2 separate regions of the Mus musculus genome follow, and region 2 is linked to region 1. Evidence: chromatin contacts called from public Hi-C data. All regions are on one chromosome and are shown on one strand. The core of a region is the stretch at or near the end of the contact, and the rest is flanking DNA. Distances in the headings are between cores, read along the strand shown. Region 1 overlaps Pik3r1 (phosphoinositide-3-kinase regulatory subunit 1). Region 2 has its middle 47 kb from the start of Gm41044.

What was found. A called contact is a pair of places that touch in the nucleus more often than the background predicts.
Region 2: a contact with region 1 is called in a Hi-C map of muscle stem cells, with 2.4 times the contacts expected there. The contact joins two enhancer-like sites. A contact is called at or near these places in 5 of 484 Hi-C or Micro-C datasets (the N1E-115 cell line, cerebellum, liver and 2 more).

Annotation. Positions count from the first base shown.
Region 1 is chr13:101,728,324-101,733,214 of GRCm38.p6, reverse strand. The region is part of intron 2 of Pik3r1 (phosphoinositide-3-kinase regulatory subunit 1); the gene reads left to right. Among named protein-coding and RNA genes, the nearest start is that of Pik3r1, 37 kb to the left of the region's middle. Within about 2 kb of position 2,679, at least 53 of the 459 cell types and tissues checked have an H3K27ac peak or open chromatin away from gene starts, as enhancers often do. A contact at or near this core is called in muscle stem cells, where this site is marked.
Region 2 is chr13:101,965,365-101,970,147 of GRCm38.p6, reverse strand. No RefSeq gene overlaps it. Among named protein-coding and RNA genes, the nearest start is that of Gm41044, 47 kb to the left of the region's middle. Within about 2 kb of position 2,682, at least 15 of the 459 cell types and tissues checked have an H3K27ac peak or open chromatin away from gene starts, as enhancers often do. A contact at or near this core is called in muscle stem cells, where this site is marked.

The sequences.
Region 1 (4,891 bases), core at 1,430-3,929:
GCCCTCTCCTTCCGCCTGCTTGTGTTTGGCGAGCTTTGTCAGTTGCATGCCTGTGATGAAGATGGCAGGGCAGAAGACTTGACTATTTCTGTTGGTAACATACCAGTGTGTAAATTGGGAAGTTCCCTAAGTGCGTTCGATTTCTATATTCATTTGCTAAAATTTATGTGACCCATAATGTCATTGGTATGCCCATTTGCAGTGATGTACTATCATTAAAAGTGACTTTGGTGAAGTGGCTTTGGTGTCCTTGTCTGGAACCGTAACCTTCAGCTATAGAACACGCCGAGGGGAAACACATGTTTTAGATCTTACAATGAGCTTGGGAAATAGTACCCACATGTAGGCTGGAGACTTCCTGTGGCGGGCGACAGGCAGCCTGTGAGGAGAGCCTGCTTTGGGACCAGGACTGTTCCTGTCATCGAGTCCCGTTCCTAAGAGCGGCGCCCAGAAGGGTGAATGAGCTGCCCTGAAATCTTTAAGATTCCTTATGAGATTTCAAAATTGCGTTCATGAACATCACTCACTTGGAAGAAAATGGCTTGGTGTCCTCCTAAGACTGTGCACACACTACATTAATCCTGTGCTTTGTTCATGACTCCCGAGGGAGAAGGAAGATCAGTATTTAAGGCTCCCCCTCAAAACCGTCTGCCTCTGCTGGGTCACGGCTCCTACTGTTGTAGGAGTTCTTTCCTTTGTGTTTGTTTGTATTTTAAGATTATAATTACACAGCTTTTCTCTTCCCCCTCTCCCCCTTCAAACTCTCCTGTGTACCCCCTTGTTCTCTTTCAAATTCATATCTTTTTTTCTTTAATTGCTGTTTTCTGTGTGTGTCTCTGTGTGTGTGTGTGCCTGTGTGTGTAATACCAGATACATAAATACAACCTGCTCAGACTGTATAATGTTACTTTTAGGGCTGATCATTTGGTATTTGGATAACCGATTCCTGTGCTTTTCCTTGGGGAAGCCTGTTTCGTGCGCACTCAGCATTCCTTGGCTGCCTGCAGTTTGGGTTTTTCCTTTATAATTGAGTCCTTGTGAGCTTTCCCCCTTCTATATGAGACGGTGTCTCCTAAATATGTCACAAGCTACAGCCGTGAAGTCTCATCAACATGGCTGCCTAAGCGTGATCCGAACAAGGATGACACCAATAGACATTGTTGGTTTTTGTTTTGACAGGAATTTGCTGTGTATGTAGCGTAGGCTGGCCTCGGATTTGAGATCTTCCAGCTTGTGCCTCCTGAGTGCTGGGACTGCAGGCTCTGGCACCAAGCCCACATGTTATCTCTGCCCCCAACTGTAGTCTGTAAGATAGATAATACAGTGATTGTGCCGAAAGGTTTGCCTTTGTTAGTGTAGAAGTAAAAATTCTAGTGTGGAACTCCCAGCACTTGGAAGACAGAAGCAAGAGGATTTTGAGGCCAACCTGCTCTACATGATGAGTTTAGGGCTAACCTGGACTATGAGATCGTTTCTAAAGTTTGGTATGATGATGCAAATTTGTAGGCTTACCACTCATGAAGCCAAAGCAAGGAAGATAATCAAGACTGCAAGGATCTCCTGGGATACATATGGAGACCTTGTTTCAAAAGGGAGGGAGGAAGGGAGGGAGGGAGGGAGGGAGGGAGGGAGGGAGGGAGGGAGGTAGGTAGGTAAGGGGAAAAAGGAAAAAGGAAAAGGAAAGGGAGAGAAGAAAAGAAAAAGAAACTAGATTTTTGAAATAGCAATGTTATAGTAGATGAGTGACATTGTACTTTGGATAAAAATTTACAAAGCGCTTCTGACAATCGCCTGCTGTGTGCCCAAGGCCACTCAGGTTCTCAGCTCAAATGGTAGAAGCACCATTTTGAAAATCCATTGGTTTTCCAGGGTATCTGGTTATATTTAGATAGTCATTTTTTCTGCTGAGTATGTCCTGACAATCCCTTATGGCCCATGGTTCTTTAAGTTATCACTTGCTAGGCTGTACTGAGGACTCTGAGCCAGATTTAGTGGTACCCTGTAAACCCCATTGTTTGGGGGGATTGAGGCAGGAGAATCACAAGTTTAAGACCTGCCTGGGCTACACTAAGCGAGTTTGAGACCCAGTTTGAAAATAAATAGATAAGGAAGTAAAGGGATGGTAACTGACATCAGTTTAGTGGTTATCTTAGGGTTTCTGTTGCTATGCTAAAACCCTATGACCAATAGCAACTTGGTGATGAAAGAATTTATTCCAGGGACCAGGGATTTATTAGGGCAAGAACTCAAGGCCGGAACCTGGAGGCAGGAGCTGATGTGTAGGCAGTAGAGGGGTGCTGCTTACTGGCTTGCTTTTCATGGCCTTCTCAACCTGCTTTCTTATAGCACCCAGGACCACCAGCCCAAGGGAGGAACCACCCACAGTGAGCTAGGTCCTCTCTTAGCAATCACCAAACAAAAAAGATGTACCACAGGCTTGCCCACAGGCTAATCTGGTGGGGACATTTTCTTAACTGAGGTCCCTTCTTTCAAAACTGGCTAATTGCAATAAAACTAGCCAGCATGGTGGTGGAGTGCTTGCCTGATATGCAGGAAGCTCTGGGCTTAATCCTAGTACCACAGAAAACAAGAAAAAAAAATGGAGGCTCTGGGTACGTATAAGCCATTCTTGGGTCAAGTTGCCTGTGGGTGGGGGCAGCTTTGAGTTCCTGTGGATGAATCAGCCACTGACGCCTGACACTGGACCCAGCCGCAGAGGGTAGGAAACAGCGTTGCGCACCATTACAGCTTCTGTTCTTTCTTTCAGAAATTTCCAGACTCTTCATTCTTTCTCATTTTTAGATTTTGCGTGGTTTAAAAGTCTTTCTAGATGAACGGAGAAACGCACACAGTTGACTATGTCCTGAAATGGGGGGAAAAGAGAAACTTGGAGTTCCAGGTTAGGAGTCTCAGGAGCTGTGACCCTGGTTTGGGGTTTATGGGGTCTTGGCTGTGATTGAGAGTGACCCACCTGCATGTGTTCTGCTGGTGTCTGGTGGTCCAGGGTGGGTAGCAGAGCCTCAGTTTTATCAGCAGCAGAGATGGAAGATTTCAACACTTAGTATATTAAGGTGTCTGCCAAGAATTAGAGCAGTTGGCTTCCTGTGTCTCCTCTGAAGGAGTAGTGCTGGTCAGAAGCCCTGCAAGATGAGAACGTTTGCCCCTGGGACCCTTCTCTGCTGTTAAGTCAAGGGTTGTCTTCTAGACCCTCTGGGTCACACCTCTCCTAACATGAGGATCAGCCGAATTACAGGCTCAATTTCAGGCAGAGCTGAGCTTGCATCTGATGACAGCAAAGACCTCCATGTGTCTTTCATTATCCTGTTGCCCTGGGAGATGCTGTTTAAGTTGGCAAATGTCCTTACTGAAAGCAAAGCTTGTCACTGGTGAGATTACTAATCCCCCTTCCCCTAGCCCCCCCCCCCACACTCCCACCCCAAAGGATCAAATGCCAAGGAAAGGAGGGAACTGTATAGCTTTGAAAAGTGTGGCGAAGCCATCAAGTTCACCAGGAATAGTAGGGGTAAGATGTGGTTTCAGTTTGTTTACTAGGTTCAAGATGACAATATCTCAATAACAAACTTCAGAGGGGTGTGTATACATGTGTGTGTGTGTGGGGGGGGGTGTGGTGTTGTGTGGTGTGTGTGTGCGTGTGTGTATGTGTGTGCTTTCCTGCTGGCATTCAGGTGTGTGTGTGTATGTGTGTGTGTGGTGTGCTGTGGTGTGTGTGTGCGTGTGTGTATGTGTGTGTGCTTTCCTGCTTGCATTCAGGTGTGTGTGTGTGATGTGTGTGCCTGTGTGTATGTGTGTGCTTTCCTGCTTGTATTCAGATGTGTGTGTATGTGTGTGTGCTGCCTGCTTGCATACAGATTTTTGCATGTGTGTGGCATGTGCTGCCTGAATTTCAAACTCCTAGAAATCATTTAGAAGCTCTAGCTTGTTTTGGTCTTCAGTTCCAGACTTATTGATAGTAAATTTCAAGAAACTTAACAAAAAAATCAGACTGAGCTTTGTGATTTCTAGGTCAGAGGTACCCAGTCTTTCTTTGCAGAGAAGAACCATTTTATTTTACTTTATTTTTTATTTTATTTTTACTTTTTAACCTTCCTCTGTGGCCTTGGGGCCAGGCCGGTTGGAGAAAAGACTAACTCCTTCGTTCACAGAGCAGCTTCAGTAGATACAACCTCACTGCCATCCAGTGGCGGTTGGCTCCACAACACAGGAGCTGACGACTAGACCCACTCTTTCTCCCAAGCCTTTTTTTTTTTTGTTTGCCTCTGCTGCTCAGTTTTCTATTTTTTTCCTCCTCCCAATATGGTACCTGCACTATTTCCTGCCTCCCCAGTGGTAGGAATCGAACCCAGAACCTGCCCGTGCTTGATGATCCCCGCCACCTAGAACTTCTCAGCCCCTGCAAGCAGTATTTGATAAGAAAATTTGACTCGGGCTTAAGGAACTGAGAGCAATTGAATCTATTTACCTTGCCCCATATTCCTAACAGTAGTTCTTGCTATCTGGCTCCCTACCCTACTCCCCCAACTAGGCATAAAGTCTGTATTTTCTCCTTGACTGTTTCTGTTGCTTTGGCCGAAGGATTAATGCTCAGCGGGTGCATCTGCTCGCCACACTTACTTTAAAGCTAGCTCCCCATCTCCCTTTGAATTTGTACTTTGAGCTGTGGTTGACCAATATCCTAGCATGGTTCATGACACTTTGCCTGCATTTCAGTTAAGGGTTATGTGTCCCATAGGATCTGAGCTGGCCTCAGAGAAGGAGCCAACTAGCAAATGGAATTATTTTGCCTTGTGAAAAATTCCAGCCTTTTAAAACTGGGCTCTGAGAAATTAAAAAAAAAAAAAAAAAAAGCAAATATTCTTGGGAAGAAATGGGG
Region 2 (4,783 bases), core at 1,433-3,932, 240 kb before region 1:
CCCAATGGGTAAGAAGGACACATGCTCCACTATGTTCATAGCAGCCTTATTTATAATAGCCAGAAGCTGGAAAGAACCCAGATGCCCCTCAACAGAGGAATGGATACAAAAAATGTGGTACATTTACACAATGGAGTACTACTCAGCTATTAAAAAGAATGAATTTATGAAATTCCTAGGCAAATGGTTGGACCTGGAGGGCATCATCCTGAGTGAGGTAACACAATCACAAAAGAACTCAAATAATATGTACTCACTGATAAGTGGATATTAGCCCAGAAACTTAGTATAGTGAGATATAAGGTACAATTTGCAAAACACATGAAACTGAAGAAAAACGAAGACCAAAGTGTGGACACTTTGCCCCTTCTTAGAATTGGAAACAATCACCCATGGAAGGAATTACAGAGACAAAGTTTGGAGCTGAGACAAAAGGATGGACCATCAAGAGACTGCCATATCCAGGGATCCATCCCATAATTAGCCTCCAAACCATGACACCATTGCATACACTAGCAAGCGTTTGTTGCAAGGACCATGATATAGCTGTCTCTTGTGAGACTAGGCCGGGGCCTAGCAAACACAGAAGTGGATGCTCACAGTCAACTATTGGATGGATCACAGGGCCCCCAATGGAGGAGCTAGAGAAAGTATACAAGGAGCTAAAGAGATCTGCAACCCTGTAGGTGCAACATTATGAACTAACCAGTATCCTGGAGCTCTTGACTCTAGCTGCATATGTATCAAAAGATGGCCTAGTCGGCCATCACTGGAAAAAGAGGCCCACTGGACAGGCAAACTTTATATGCCCCAGTACAGGGGAACGCCAGGGCCAAAAAAAATGGGAATGGGTGGGTAGGGGAGTGGGGGGGAGGGTGTGGGAGACTTTTGGGATAGCATTGGAAATGTAATTGAGGAAAATACGTTAAAAAAAAAGAAAAGAAAAGAAAAGAAAAAGAAAAAGAAAAAAAGAAATGCAAACACTGCTCTCACATCCCTTGGTAGCTGTACTGACTAGTTTTATGTCAACTTGACAAAGCTGGAGTTATCACAGAGAAAGGAGCTTCAGTTGGGGAAATCCCTCCAAGAGATCCAGCTGTAAAGCATTTTCTCAATTAGTGATCAAGGGGAAAGGCCCCTTGTGGGTGGGACCATCTCTGGGCTGGTAATCTTGGGTTCTATAAGAGAAAAGGCTGAGCAAGCCAGGGGAAGCAAGCCAGTAAAGAACATCCCTCCATGGCCTCTGCTTCAGCTTCTGCTACCTGACCTGTTTGAGTTCCAGTCCTGACTTCTTTCAGTGATGAACAGCAGTGTGGAAGTGTAAGCTGAATAAACCCTTTCCTCCCCAATTTGCTTCTTGGTCATGATGTTTGTGCAGGAATAGAAACCCTGACTAAGACAGTAGACTTTTCCCAATATACTGAAGAACTGGTTTCCAAATGTGTGGCATCACCAGCACCAGGCTCCTGCTTAAAACGTGGTAACTTCTGTCCTGTAAACAAACAAACAAACACCAAAAACAAACAAAAAAAAGTTCAACTTGTTTGCCAGCTCACTTACCAGTGATGTGGTAGTGGTGTGAGTGAAGATGCCCCTGAAGTCCCTCATAGCAGGGTGCATGTCAATTTCTGTAAACACAACAGTAGTGTCCAAGATGAGAAGGTATCTGTAAATTGATTGTGTGGGTGGTAGGAATTTAGCTATTACCTAACCCTGAAACCAAGATCTCTGTCCTAATGGAAGGTAAACATGGTGTGGTCACAGTCATCAAACAGACAAACAAACACCAAAACAAAGCTACATAATACCAAACGCAATGCCCCAAATTAGCCAGTAAGCCCCACTTGCTCAGGAACCAAGTAACTTTCTGGATTGCCGGGAACTGTAGTTCTTGGGAAATAGCAAAGCTTCATCAGAAGCAGTGGGGTGGACCGGGGAGCTACAGGGTTGCCCTTATAAGCCTCTGCAACACCTGCCTCAACGACATTCCAGCTGGGAAATTTTGGAGAACGGTCCTGACCAAAGTCCCTCTTTTGGTCAGTGCTTAATATTTTATAATGCTTGCTTTAAATTTAGACCAAAATGGTGGAGTTGTGTTTTGTTTTGTTTTTTTTTTTCTCTCTAGAGACTCACAGGATTAACACTAACTTTCAGCAAAATACACAGTTGACAAAGTGTTGGCCTACACATCCCTCAGTACAAATAGGTTGTTTTTGAACATGGGACACATCCCATTTGGTTTGAATTGGTTTGGTGTGGTTTTTATCTAGAAGAGGTTAAAAGCTGTATAAATATTAAAGTGATCTGGTTTCTTACTGAGTGAACCAGACCCAATTAATTTTGGTCAGCGAGATCCTAACAAACCAGAATGTTGCAGATGGAACATTCCGAGTGCTGCTGACCCACTTCAAATGAAAGGATACACAATTGAGGCCCATGCATGACTGGATGGGCCTAATTAGGATTGTTTGTTTTAATGTTTCACTGCATGTCTCCACATCAGGCATATGCCTAGTTGTTCTCGGTCAACTGGTCTGAGGCTAAAATATGTTAATGTACATCACTCAACTGTTAGTCCCTGGAGGAGGGCAACCTTTGATCACAAATCCCTTTGGCCACTCGCTCTGTGTTACCAGATCAAAAAATGTGGGTATTTATTTAATTTGGCATGAATTGGGAAAATTAAATCGACACATCACCAAACGCAAGCCCTCCCTCCAGAAAATGTGGCTCAGGCAAGGATCCGAGGGCAGTCCCAGAGGAGCCATTTCTATGGCACATAAAGTTTTTATGATACATAAACTCTACATTTATTTTTGAATTTTTTTTCAAGGCTGTCAGTGAGAGGGTGGCTGGCATATAGCAAACTGCAGATTGTAAAATCTTTCCACAATGAGGCAACTGCAATTTCCATAGTGTCTGTGGTCCAGGTTCTCACAGCCGTGTTCTTACCACACTGGACTATGGCCAGGCACCTTGGAGGTCAGACAAATACAGCCAGTGAAGGAAACCCTAGATGATGATGGTCCTGTCACAGTGTCCTTTCCCATGCCCCTCCCAGTCACCATCCTCTGGCTTCCTTGCCACAGGACCAGGGCAACATCCTTCTCTCCTGCCCAAGTTTCCACACCATGGCTAACATTCCTCATTGTTCTTGGCGCAGAGGTTGGCCCTTGCTCCGAGAGCCTCGGAATCCATCTAGAAATGAGGCTCGTCTAAGGCCAACTTCCTGTGCAGACTTCAAACATACACGGGGGCCAGAACCGGCTCTCATGGGCCGAGAAAACAACATAAACTACACAAACCTGGGTCTCAAGCCTGCCAACAACAAGCTAATAAATCTTCCCTTGTTGCCCCGGGTGGAAGAAACACTTCTGAGATCACTTCTGCTCTACTTGGGGGATTAAAAAAAACCCTCCAAACCCCAAAAATGTAGCCTAGATTCTTTGTAGACGGTCTGCAGGGAGTTCCAAACAGTTTGTGAAGTAAAAGATTACTTTTTGAAGATCGAAGGAAGATTGTCTCTCTTTTTTTAAGCATTCAGCTTTATCTCTCCCCAAACACGGCTCTTTGCAAAATATAGCACACTCGGAAAGAAAAGGGATACAGCCACACGTACATAGCACACGTCTTCTTTGTATAACAAAATGAATCTGTAGGGTATAAGTCCCTTCTAGCGAAGACTTTTCAACAATTAGCTATCCTGCTCACAGGATAGGAATTCTTCTTTGAGGAAGTAAGATCTGAATGTATAGACTCAAAACTGACAGCTACCTCCACAAACCTTTTTAAGAAAAAAGTATGAATGTAGCCAAACTTGCAGCTATCTGCACCCGATAGTTGGCCACATGGAAGAATGGGATGATCAGAGATGCAGCCACTTATACCGGGTGAGTACTTCAGTGGCCACCACAGGGCTGCATCCTCTCATTTGTCTTGCAACTCTTGCATACTAACTATCCAGCAATGGCTTCAAGATGCAGAGCTGCCGTTCCGCTCCTTAGCTCTATTCTACAATATTTAAACAACAGTTTTCATGTGGCTGTGTGCTATCTGTGGCTTCCATTCAGGGGACTGGAATGGAAGTCAGTAAAAATGTTAGTATTTCTCCTTTTCCCATCCCCAGGATCTGTAGGTCCTCTCATTTGTTGGGGAAGGAAGACTCTAACAAACCTAAAAAGGTACTCATTCATTCAGTTCTGAGCCTGTCTTCTGGCTATTAGAGTGCACTTCCTCTTTTCCTAGAACTGGACTTTACGTATATTCTATGGCAAAAGTAAACATGGTTTCTATTTATGGAGTAGGGGCAGACAAACCATTAGAATCTGAGTACTCTCAGGCAAACTAAGCCAGTCTCCGCAGGACCTCAGCAGGACACAGAGCAATCAACACCATGAGTCATGCTTTCCATCAATAGAAGTTCTTGAAACCCCAGCGGCTAGTAATTGGACAAGAGGTCACACCGCTCCAGGCAACGAGAAGAGCTCAGACTCCCAGCCTTTAAGGATAACGGAAGGATAATGTGATGTGCACATTTGAGCAAACCCTGATGTGTGTAAGCATGGTCACATGGTCGCAGGGTCCAGGGTCTCATGGTCACATGGTCACAGGGTCCAGGGTCTCATGGTCACATGGTCGCAGGGTCAAAAGGTTGGGAACTTACCCCTTGAGGGACATACAGAGGCAGTAAGGTCTTGCTCAGGATCAGAGACCTGTGAAACTTAGTGCAATTTAGAGTGAACTGATACAAAGCCTGTGAGTTCTTCTACCTGGGAGGATAAAA